2 separate regions of the Mus musculus genome follow, and region 2 is linked to region 1. The links are chromatin contacts, called in public Hi-C maps. All regions are on one chromosome and are shown on one strand. Each heading gives the region's core, a stretch centred on a gene start, on an enhancer-like site or on the middle of the called end of the contact. The rest is flanking DNA. Distances are from core to core; before and after follow the strand shown.

The links. Hi-C and Micro-C count contacts between places; a contact is called where the count stands out from the background.
Region 2: a Hi-C map of nephron progenitors shows a contact between it and region 1, with 2.3 times the contacts expected there. The contact joins the enhancer-like site here to the promoter of Nr5a1 in region 1. A contact is called at or near these places in 1 of 39 promoter capture datasets (the SN4741 cell line), 1 of 484 Hi-C or Micro-C datasets (nephron progenitors) and 1 of 115 datasets of contacts at active chromatin or transcription factors (embryonic stem cells).

Annotation. Positions count from the first base shown.
Region 1 is chr2:38,711,764-38,716,132 of GRCm38.p6, reverse strand. Nr5a1 (nuclear receptor subfamily 5, group A, member 1) reads left to right here and starts at 1,591. Exons shown (of 7, transcript NM_139051.3): 1 at 1,591-1,776. RefSeq lists an enhancer at 1,440-1,459, a cis regulatory region at 1,541-1,549 and promoters at 1,408-1,627, 1,036-1,710, 1,534-1,764, 1-4,369.
Region 2 is chr2:38,821,425-38,826,266 of GRCm38.p6, reverse strand. All of the region lies in intron 3 of Nr6a1 (nuclear receptor subfamily 6, group A, member 1), which reads left to right. It overlaps Nr6a1os (a long non-coding RNA gene), which reads right to left. Exons shown (of 7, transcript XR_866167.2): 1 at 2,698-4,842. Among named protein-coding and RNA genes, the nearest start is that of Nr6a1os, 7.9 kb to the right of the region's middle. Within about 2 kb of position 2,211, at least 311 of the 459 cell types and tissues checked have an H3K27ac peak or open chromatin away from gene starts, as enhancers often do. A contact at or near this core is called in embryonic stem cells and nephron progenitors, where this site is marked.

The sequences.
Region 1 (4,369 bases), core at 342-2,841:
GTTGATCTTCCTATGGAGTTCCTATCCCCTTCAGAGCCCTCAATCCTACACACACACACACACACACACACACGACTCCCTGGGCTCCCTCCAATGTTTGGCTGTGGGTCTATTTTGCATCTATTTCAGCCAGTTGCTGGGTGGAGCCTCTTAGGTGGAGTTACTCTAGGCTCCTGTCTGCAAGCATAACAGAGTATCATTAATAGGAACTCAGTATTTTTTTTTAACTTGAAGCAGGCTGCAATGGGGCATGCTTATAATCCCAGCCCTCACAAGGGAGTAGCTGGAAAGTCAGAGACCAGCCCAAGCTACATAATGAGACACTGTCTCAAAGCTAAACAACAAAAACCCTAAGTGGTAACATGAGGAGAAGACACTCTGAACCCAAATCTAATTGGCTCAGTAATCCAGAAAAGGCCCTATCATCCAGAAAAGGCCCTATCATCCAGAAAAGGCCCTATCATCCAGAAAAGGCCCTATCATCCAGAAAAGGCCCTATCATCCAGAAAAGGCCCTATCATCCAGAAAAGGCCCTATCATCCAGAAAAGGCCCTATCATCCAGCGCTTCAGAAATGAGAAGCTTTGCCTGACTTGCCTGTCTCTTCAAGGGAAGTGGGGGTTCCCAGCAGGGGTCCCTACTTTGTGGACTCATGCCCCTGAACCACTCCTCAGAACAAATGGTTGCAAATTCTCTTGTGACAGAGGGTCCCTGGTCCTCATCATATCACGGTGTCCCCTAGTGCCTAGAACAGTGCTTGGCTCACAAAGCTCACTTATATAGATGTAGAAGGAAGGAATGCACAGGGTTACTTGAGAGGTGTGGGATGGGGGACCATGAAGGGCTCAGCCATCAGGATCCAATAGGGCTAGGCCAGTTCTGGAACTGGCTAAGCAGGGATGCCTGGCCATCTAGACAAAAAACAAAACAAAACAAAACAAAACAAAACAAAACAAACAAACAAACAAACAAACAAAAACCCTTCTTTCCTACCTGGTCCTAGTACCCACATAGTCCTACCTGAAGTCCCTGAAGCCACACCCTTAGCCCAGCAGTCTTGGCACAACCTCAGTTTCCCCAGCTACCAATGGACCATATCTGCAGCTCCCAGAGAAGCCACCAAAAAGGCCACACAAACCCCACCTGATGGGTTCCACCATGCCATTTCTCCACACTAGCCATTCTGACTCCTCACTCAGATCTGGGACAAGCTGGACCACGCAGCCCAGGCAAGGACCCAGGGAGGAAGCCATTCAAGGGGAGAAACTCCCAGCCTGGTAAGGGAGCAGGCCATAAATCAGGTCCCACTCCCACCCAGTCGCTAACAAGCCGCTGCCTATCTGCCTACATGGGGTCCCTGCCTCAGGCTCCCTCATCAGCCTGGACAGCCAGCTGGCCAAGGTCTCTCCAGTGCCTTGGCCTCTGCCCCCACCCAGGGCCCCCATAAAGATAGGGATATTTTTTTTTCTTTTAGAAGAGTGAAAAAAGATATAGACCCAAATGAAGAGAAACACCAACAAAGGAGGAGAAAGGCCTGCAGAGTCACGTGGGGGCAGAGACCAATTGGGCCTCCGGTGGCCCCCCCACCCACGAGGGGAGGAGGAAAGGACGATCGGACAGGGCCAGTTTCCAGTCCGCCGCTGCCCGCCCGCTGCTGGGTGAAGAAGTTTCTGAGAGCCCGCTAGCCACTGCCCTACCTGAGGCCTGGGAGCCTCCCCACCAGGACCCTGGTGTCCAGTGTCCACCCTTATCCGGCTGAGAATTCTCCTTCCGTTCAGTAAGTGAAGGCCGGGGCCCAGGCCTCTAATGGCCAGCCTCCCTCTTCAGTGCCTTGCTCCGGCCTAGACTGGCCACTGCCTGCTCTACAGAATGACCAGCGCCCACCAATCTGGGCAGGGAAAAGGCCAGGGGTCTCTCTAGATCCATTTCCCCACTACAATACCCCTCACCTTTCCTATGGTGTGCTACAGAGGAGCTAGGCCTATGGCGACAGACCCAGTAGGGTCTGAGGGTGGTTGGTGGTGTCTTAGAGGTAGCCGGGGGTTCCTGAGGGTGTGGTGTTCTGTGTCTGTCCTGAGGGTTCTCTTAGGTTTGTCTTCTGGTCTTGGAGTCTTGCTGCCTGAGTGTCTGAGTTGCATCTATGGAGGAATCTGAGCCTCCATATGTGTATGTCTGTGTTTCTACTGTAAGTCGGGGCCAGTGTCTCTTTTGCTTCCCTGGGTAGATGGATGAAGGGCTGTGCGTCACTATAAGAGTGTACAGGAAGGGGGGACATTCAGTGGGCCCCTGGAGGAAAGGGTTGAGATAGAGGCAGAAAGGTAGAGAGCAGCTTGGTGCCCATCCCCCATCCTACCAGGGATTTAGCCCAGAGGAGTGTCCACATTATCCAAGATGCCCCTGGTGGGCTACTCGAGAGCCCAGTCAGAATCCCAACCAACCTCCATTCCTTCATCCCCATTGCCTGCTGGCCTCTGAGCCTAGGTTCATCTGGGGGCTTTTGTTTTGGTTTTGTTTGTGTTTTTGCAATGTAAGAAATGAACGGCAGAGCCTCACACTGGGCGTGGTCTGCCACTGAACCCCATTCCCTCCCCAGTTTCACTTTCTGAGGGTTCCTATCGGGAGGGAATTTGTTCATAAGCCCGTGTAGCCCCTATCCCTGAGGTTTAGGTGCCAAGTGTGGGGAGAGGGCCTGATCTGGCTCGCTCTCCTTACTTCTACGATTCATCCACTTCAGCCACGCAATTTCACTCCTCAGCTCTGTAGGACGGTAGGGAGTGACTTGCCTGAGCTAGGACTGGACAACCACATCGGTTAGATTCGGTGGTTCTTCCCCCCATCGGGTGAATGACTTGAGAGGTTCGCTGTGCTAGGTCCAAGCACAGCTTTGTCCAAGCACCCTAGTCCAGCACCCACAGAAACCCGAGCCACGGGTGGGATCCACACAGAGTTTTGAATGGGTGGGTCTCTGCCAAGGCATAACTGCTGTGCTTCCCCACTGAGGCTTTCTGGCGTCCATTTCCAGTCCCTGGCACTGACTTCCACCCCTGGTGGCTAAGGAGACTGGGCTGGATTGAGTAGGCCTCTTCAAAGATCTCTCAACCTTAGTTACTTAACTTGAAAAGCCATCTGGTCTGGTGCACGCTTCCAGCCCAGAGCAACTGCTCTGCCACCTCACCCGCAGGCCCAGTAGTTCTCCCCACCCACCCCCCCCCCCGCGTTCTCCCCCTCCCCCTTAGCTAGAGCAGAGCTCACAGGGGCGCCTGGGTATAGCCCCACGGCTTTGCTTTTCGGGCTCTGCGCCCATGGAGCTCGGGCTGCTTACCAGACCTTGGGATGCCGTAGAGTGGAATTGACCATACATCCCATTTCCAGGCGAGCAGCCTGAGGGAGACTCCTGGTAATGGGGTTCGCCCCCCGGAACTCTTGCTGTCCACTGCACCACATCCATTTTCAGCCACACTCTGGGAGAGCTGGCTTCGGGTTAAAATACAGGGCTGGAGTGGGTGCCTGCAGCCTGAAGAGGCAAATGTGGTAGTGCTAACTCAAAAGTCCAGTTTTTCCTTGCTCACCGCCCCACTCACACCCTTAACCACTTTCACGCGGCCAAACGACCAGCGTTCAGGCCTCGGCACCCCTAAACTGGACTAGCAAACGGGAGGTCGCCTCCTCCCTGCGCAGGGGGAGGCCCGAAGCTTCCCCGCACACGGCACCTGACCGGATTCCGGGGGTGCTCAGGGTCCCCAATTCTCTTAGAACTCGCGGGCTTCGGAGGATCGAGCTGGAACTGGAGGGCCAGGAGGTGAGGGTGAAGGCCGAGTGGGGCTGTAGGGAGGGCAGGGCACAGGCCAGGTTGTGGGGAGGACAAGAACCGCGCCTCCGCCCCCGGATACCGCACGCGCGCATATAGAGCGGCCACCCCGGCCCCGCGCGGCGGGTTCGCGAAGCGCGCAGTGCGGCGGAGGGGCCCGGGTCCCAGGTGCGCCTCGAGCAGCCCCGCGGGCGGCGGGCGCGGGGAGGCGGGGGCAGAGCGGGACGGTCTCCCCGCCCTCGGCCCGAGTGGCCGTCATTGCGGGCGGGCGGCGCTGAGCCCGGGTGCGGCTTCATCGCGGGCGGCGGCGCGGCCAAAAGGTGCGGGGTTCGGTGCGGGCCGAAGGCGGGGTGCTGCTCGCGGGAGCGGCCTGGGTGGGCGCCGCCGTCGTACTGGCTCTCACGTTCCTGGCCACGGCTCTCGGGATTTGGACTCTCCGTCTGAGGTCTACCGCAGCCTGTCTCCCACTCTCTGTACCCCTTCTCCGCCGGAGGTCTCCGCCCCGCTCCCGCGACCCGGCTGCGCCCTCAACGCCCGCTCCCGGCCCGACGTCTCGGCTCGC
Region 2 (4,842 bases), core at 962-3,461, 110 kb before region 1:
CATAGAACCAAAACCAGCCAACCAACCAACCAACCAAAAAAACAAATACAACTTCTTTTTGCAAGGATCTCCTATTCCTACTGGATGGAATGGATACCAATCTGGCCTGTTGGTACTCAGATTTCACCACAAAGCTCTGAATAGGAACCATATATCCTTTTTTTTTTTCTTATTAATTGAGATTGGAGAATTATCTACCCTGTTCCTTTTAGAATTCACATTAATATTTTTTTTAAATTTCATGACAGTTACAGGTTATTATAATTTGTTAATCCAGAAAAGAAGATATGATTTTTCTTTTGTTTCCAAAATTAAGTACATGGGACTTTGATTTTAAATTTTTGATTGGCAAATACAACCTAAAACAAAAGTTTTCTGTGTTAGACTAGTTTTAAACTGTGTCTTATAAGAAAACTTTGTTTGAAATTTAATAATAAATCTTATATGTTATCTTGGAGAAAAAAATATTTTCTATAGAGTTTTGGTACATTTAATTTAAGTTTGAATGGTTTTATGAAATAAATTTAAAAGGATACCAACTTTATTATGTTCTACTTATGATAGTAGGCTTTATTTATCAAATGCTCCTCTCCTTTCTATAAGAGCAGACCAAGCAACTGCACACCGTGGATACTTTAGTACTGCTGACTGTTCCAGGGCTTTGAATGAAGTATTCTGTAGTGCGAAAAGAGAGCACACAGGACTCGTGACTTTATGTACTTTAACAATACAGCTTTTATGGCACTGGAGGTGGTTAAAATGCTAGAGTAGCCCTTAACCATGGCATCTCGGATCTCCGTGCTGCCCTTTTCTCTTTCTTTCCTTTTTTTATTCTCTTCAAATCTCAGAGCTGCCAGGAGTGTGTGGAGCCTGTAACTTCCTGTTCTCTGAATTCTGCATCTTTCTGCAGCTCTGAGCTTTGTGTTCCCCAGCCTGCGACTGTGTGCTAACAAATCACTATTGTCCAGTGGGGCGAATGTGGCTGGAACTAAAGAATTGCTGTCTGGTTTCTATTCAAATCCAGGTAGTGAGATACATGAATGGACTTTTCGAATCGTCATGTGAATAACGTCTGCTCGGCATGAGAGCTCAGAGCCACGCTAGGCAAGATTAACTCCTAGGCTGCCCAGTAACACTCTGCGGTAGGAGCTAAACCATTAGAAAGAAGCGTCTGACACATGCTTAATTCTCCATTTCCTAAGTTGGGCTAGGTGTTAAATTATTTAACTGGTTTTTTTAAGTGTTCCTGAACTTTGGGAAACATGCCAGATTAGGTGTGTGTTTTTTTTTTTCCACTTAGAATAATGTTATATTGTCTGAAAAGTTTTTTCTAGCATTTTTTATATTATAAAGTTACTTGATTGCACATAAACAAAAGTAAGAGACAGCTGCTTTTCTCAAGGAACTAGTCCTTTAAACTGCTTTCCACCCCACAAAGGGAAACCATCCCCGCCCTTTTTAAAAAGTACTTTCTTATTACTTCAAATATTTTCCCCAAAGCCCACATCTATACAAAGAAAATCGAGCTTCACATGTAACATAAAAATCAAAGAAAACAAGTTGCCTTCAAATTAGGAACCCACCTAAGTTATACCAGAATTGGTTAATCTTTTTTAATTATAGGTTTAAAATGGTACTATAATTTACAATTCTCATTTATCTATAAACAGTTATTTTAAGTATCTTCAATATACCTGAAAAAGAAAATCTCGATAGGATTGCGTTTACATTTCTCCTCTCTCACAGGTACTATGAAATGGAGAGAGAGCCTTTTATGTTTCTTTTTGTCTTAAACTCAGACAGCTTTGTAAGCAGTAGTGTGTAGATTACAAGAGTTAGACAAAAGCAGGCGAGACTGAGAAGAGTGGAGGGGGGGTTGCTTGGGGCACTTCCTGTCACTCAACACATTCCAGATCACTAAAAAATTTCCACACACTGCATTCCCTCTTGCCCACTCAAGTTCCCAGTATTTTCTGATTCTGTGTGCTGCTGGTGTCTCTTGTGCTCCTTTCTTTCCATGGCTCTGCTAAGACTGCTTCAGGGGACACACATTCCTTTAGATTATACAAAGCATAGCTTGGAAAATGGCTGGCAGTTTCAGAATCTAGTCACGATTGCACGCATGAGCACCTCACACATCCATGCCCCCTTTCCCCCCTCCCACCTCCGCAGCTGGCTGACCTGTCTCACCCGCTGCTGGCCTATCGAACGGCCAGGACTGTCTGGTTTTGGCTCATGCCTTTGTCCATGTCTGGCTTAGTTCCTCTCTGTCTATGCTTGCCTTTACCCCCAACGCCCCAGGCGGCACAAGTGTTTGGCCATGCAAAACTACGGATAGAAAAGGTGGTAAAAACTTCAAACTTTGCTAAATTTTCTAACAGTTTATTCTTTTGTTAATTTCTGCCTTATTTAAATATTGTTTTAAGAAAAACAAATAGAAAATTAATTACCTAAAGGCAAAGAATGCAAAGCAACCTTTGTGTTCCTTATAATAACTGACTTAATAACTCTGCAGCTGCGTTATGGGGAGCGTATAAAGCTTCTGTTCCGAGAACAAAGGAGCACGTGCAGAAATGAGCCGAAAAAATCAGTGACAGCATTTCACTACACAAATTACTGAAAAGGTTTTAGTCAAAGCCTCTCAACAGATGCAATTTTAAAATGGTTTTTAGCTGGAAAAAAAATGAAAGTGCTTACCCGGTAAAAGAACCGAAGTAGTCCTGAACTGTTACGTAAGACTTTCTACAGTTGGATCTTTGTCAAAAGGGGAAGGGGGTGATAGAAGAAAGCAGCAACAACAAAAAAGTTGGAGCTGCTGTGGCTAGAGGACAACTTCTGTGCTTCCAGATAGGATTCTTGCTGTAGAAATGGAACTTCAGCCAGCACAGCATCCTGTCCCAGTAGAAAAATGAGTTTGTCAGTTTAAAAAAAAAAAAAAAAAAAAGATCCTGGAGCCCAGGCTAGACAAGGTATTGAACCGCACCAGGTTTCCTTGCAGCCCTGTCTGCTTAGCTCGCATTGAACTATATATGACCCAGATGATGGACAGAAGCACATTCAGTCATGTGCACACTGGAAGAAAGCGGATTTGCTGGTCCCCGCCAGGGCAGGGGTTTGTCTTCTGATTGGGCTGTGCCCTGATCGGTGAAATGTGAAGCCCTCACCATTCAGAGGCCATAATTCAGGACTGGCAGTTTGAGTGTCTGGCTGCTTCTAGTCACTGAGAGAGACTTTGTAGGTGTTGCTTTTGTTTGATGGCATGACCCACGGAGTAGTTGCTTACACCTTATATACATGTCGGGGGAACTAGTCTTTCTAAAATACAATAATGCAGCTGATGCCACAGTTCTAAGCCAGCCTATTGTTGATAAATTGTGCTGTAACTAAACTAATTGTTTGATTTAGCCAGCTTCCTCTCCAGACCATGGACCTGATTTTGCAGTTTGATAAGGTAATTATAAAAGTGGTGTTTGAAGCAGAAATGGTGTGTTCCTGTAGTAAGTCTAGCATTTGAGAGGCAGAAGTAGGAAAGATTGTGAGTTTTAGGCCAAATTTAGCTACATAGTAGCATAGTATATAGGAAGGAAGGAGGGAAGAGGGAAGTTTTATAGATCTAAATTATACCTAATGAAAAGCGAATAAACAGCAGAGAAGTGAGTTTTTAGATTTTAGAGTGTTTGAACATATGAGGAAGTAGCTTTAAATCTCTTATTATTCCTTTTTGGGATCACCCTTTAGTCATACAGGGGATTTTGGAGATGGGTAGTATAAAAGCATAGACTCCATCAAGCTGTGGCCTAGCCTTTAAACTTGCAACACAGCCTTAGCTGGCAGTCTTTAGATGAATTATCTAAACTAGGGTCCTTCAGGTTCACCAGCTGTTTTTCTGAGCCACTAGGAAACCAGGTTGCCATAAAGGACTGTCAGTTGTGATGTTGTTTAGAAAAAGGCAGTTACTTTATTTAATTAAATTGACTTTTTTTTTTAATTGATGTAATAAAGTTTCATTATGAGGGGCTGGAGAGATAAATGGCTCAAAGGTTAAGAATACAGGTTACTCTTCCGGAAGAACCATCTTCAATTCCCAGCACCTAAGTGGTAGCTTATAACAACCTGTAACTCTAGTTCCAAGGATCTAATGCCCTCTTCTGGCCTTCTCTGGCACCTGACACACAAGTGGCTCACATACATACATACAGGCTAAATAATTTTTAAAATTGCATTATAAAACCTTGGTTCTAAGATAAGAAGTCTATTCCATACGGACCCATTTTTATTTTCTTCAGGAATTCCTATCTCCAAGAATTTAATACAATCTAATAAGTATTAGTATTAAATCAGTATTAGGTATAAATACCTTTTCATTCTGTCCATAATTGTGTGTGTGTGTGTGTGTGTGTGTGTGTGTGTACACGCGCGCGCCCATGACAAATAATGTGGGTTGCCTTCCAGGTATATAATGTTTGTTAAAGGCAAACTACTTTGGAGGGAAGATAAAATTGATTTATGAAGAATTTCTCCAGTATTAAATAATAATGTGCTTAGCTATTTTGAGTCATAACTCAACATATAGTGTTCATTACTTTTTCCAAATTTTGGAAAACAAATACAGAAAATAGCATACAACTTATGGTCCAATAGGTCACTGGCATCTGTTCCATTCGTTTAAAAAATTTTTAATTACTTTCAGATTATGTATATGTTTGTGTACATGCACACGTATATGCAGCTATATGAACATCAATGCAGATGTACACAGAAGCCAAAGGAATTACAGGTGGCTTTGAGCCCTTGATGTGGGTGCTAGGAATCAAACTCAGGCCCTCTGTAAAGGCAGTAAGT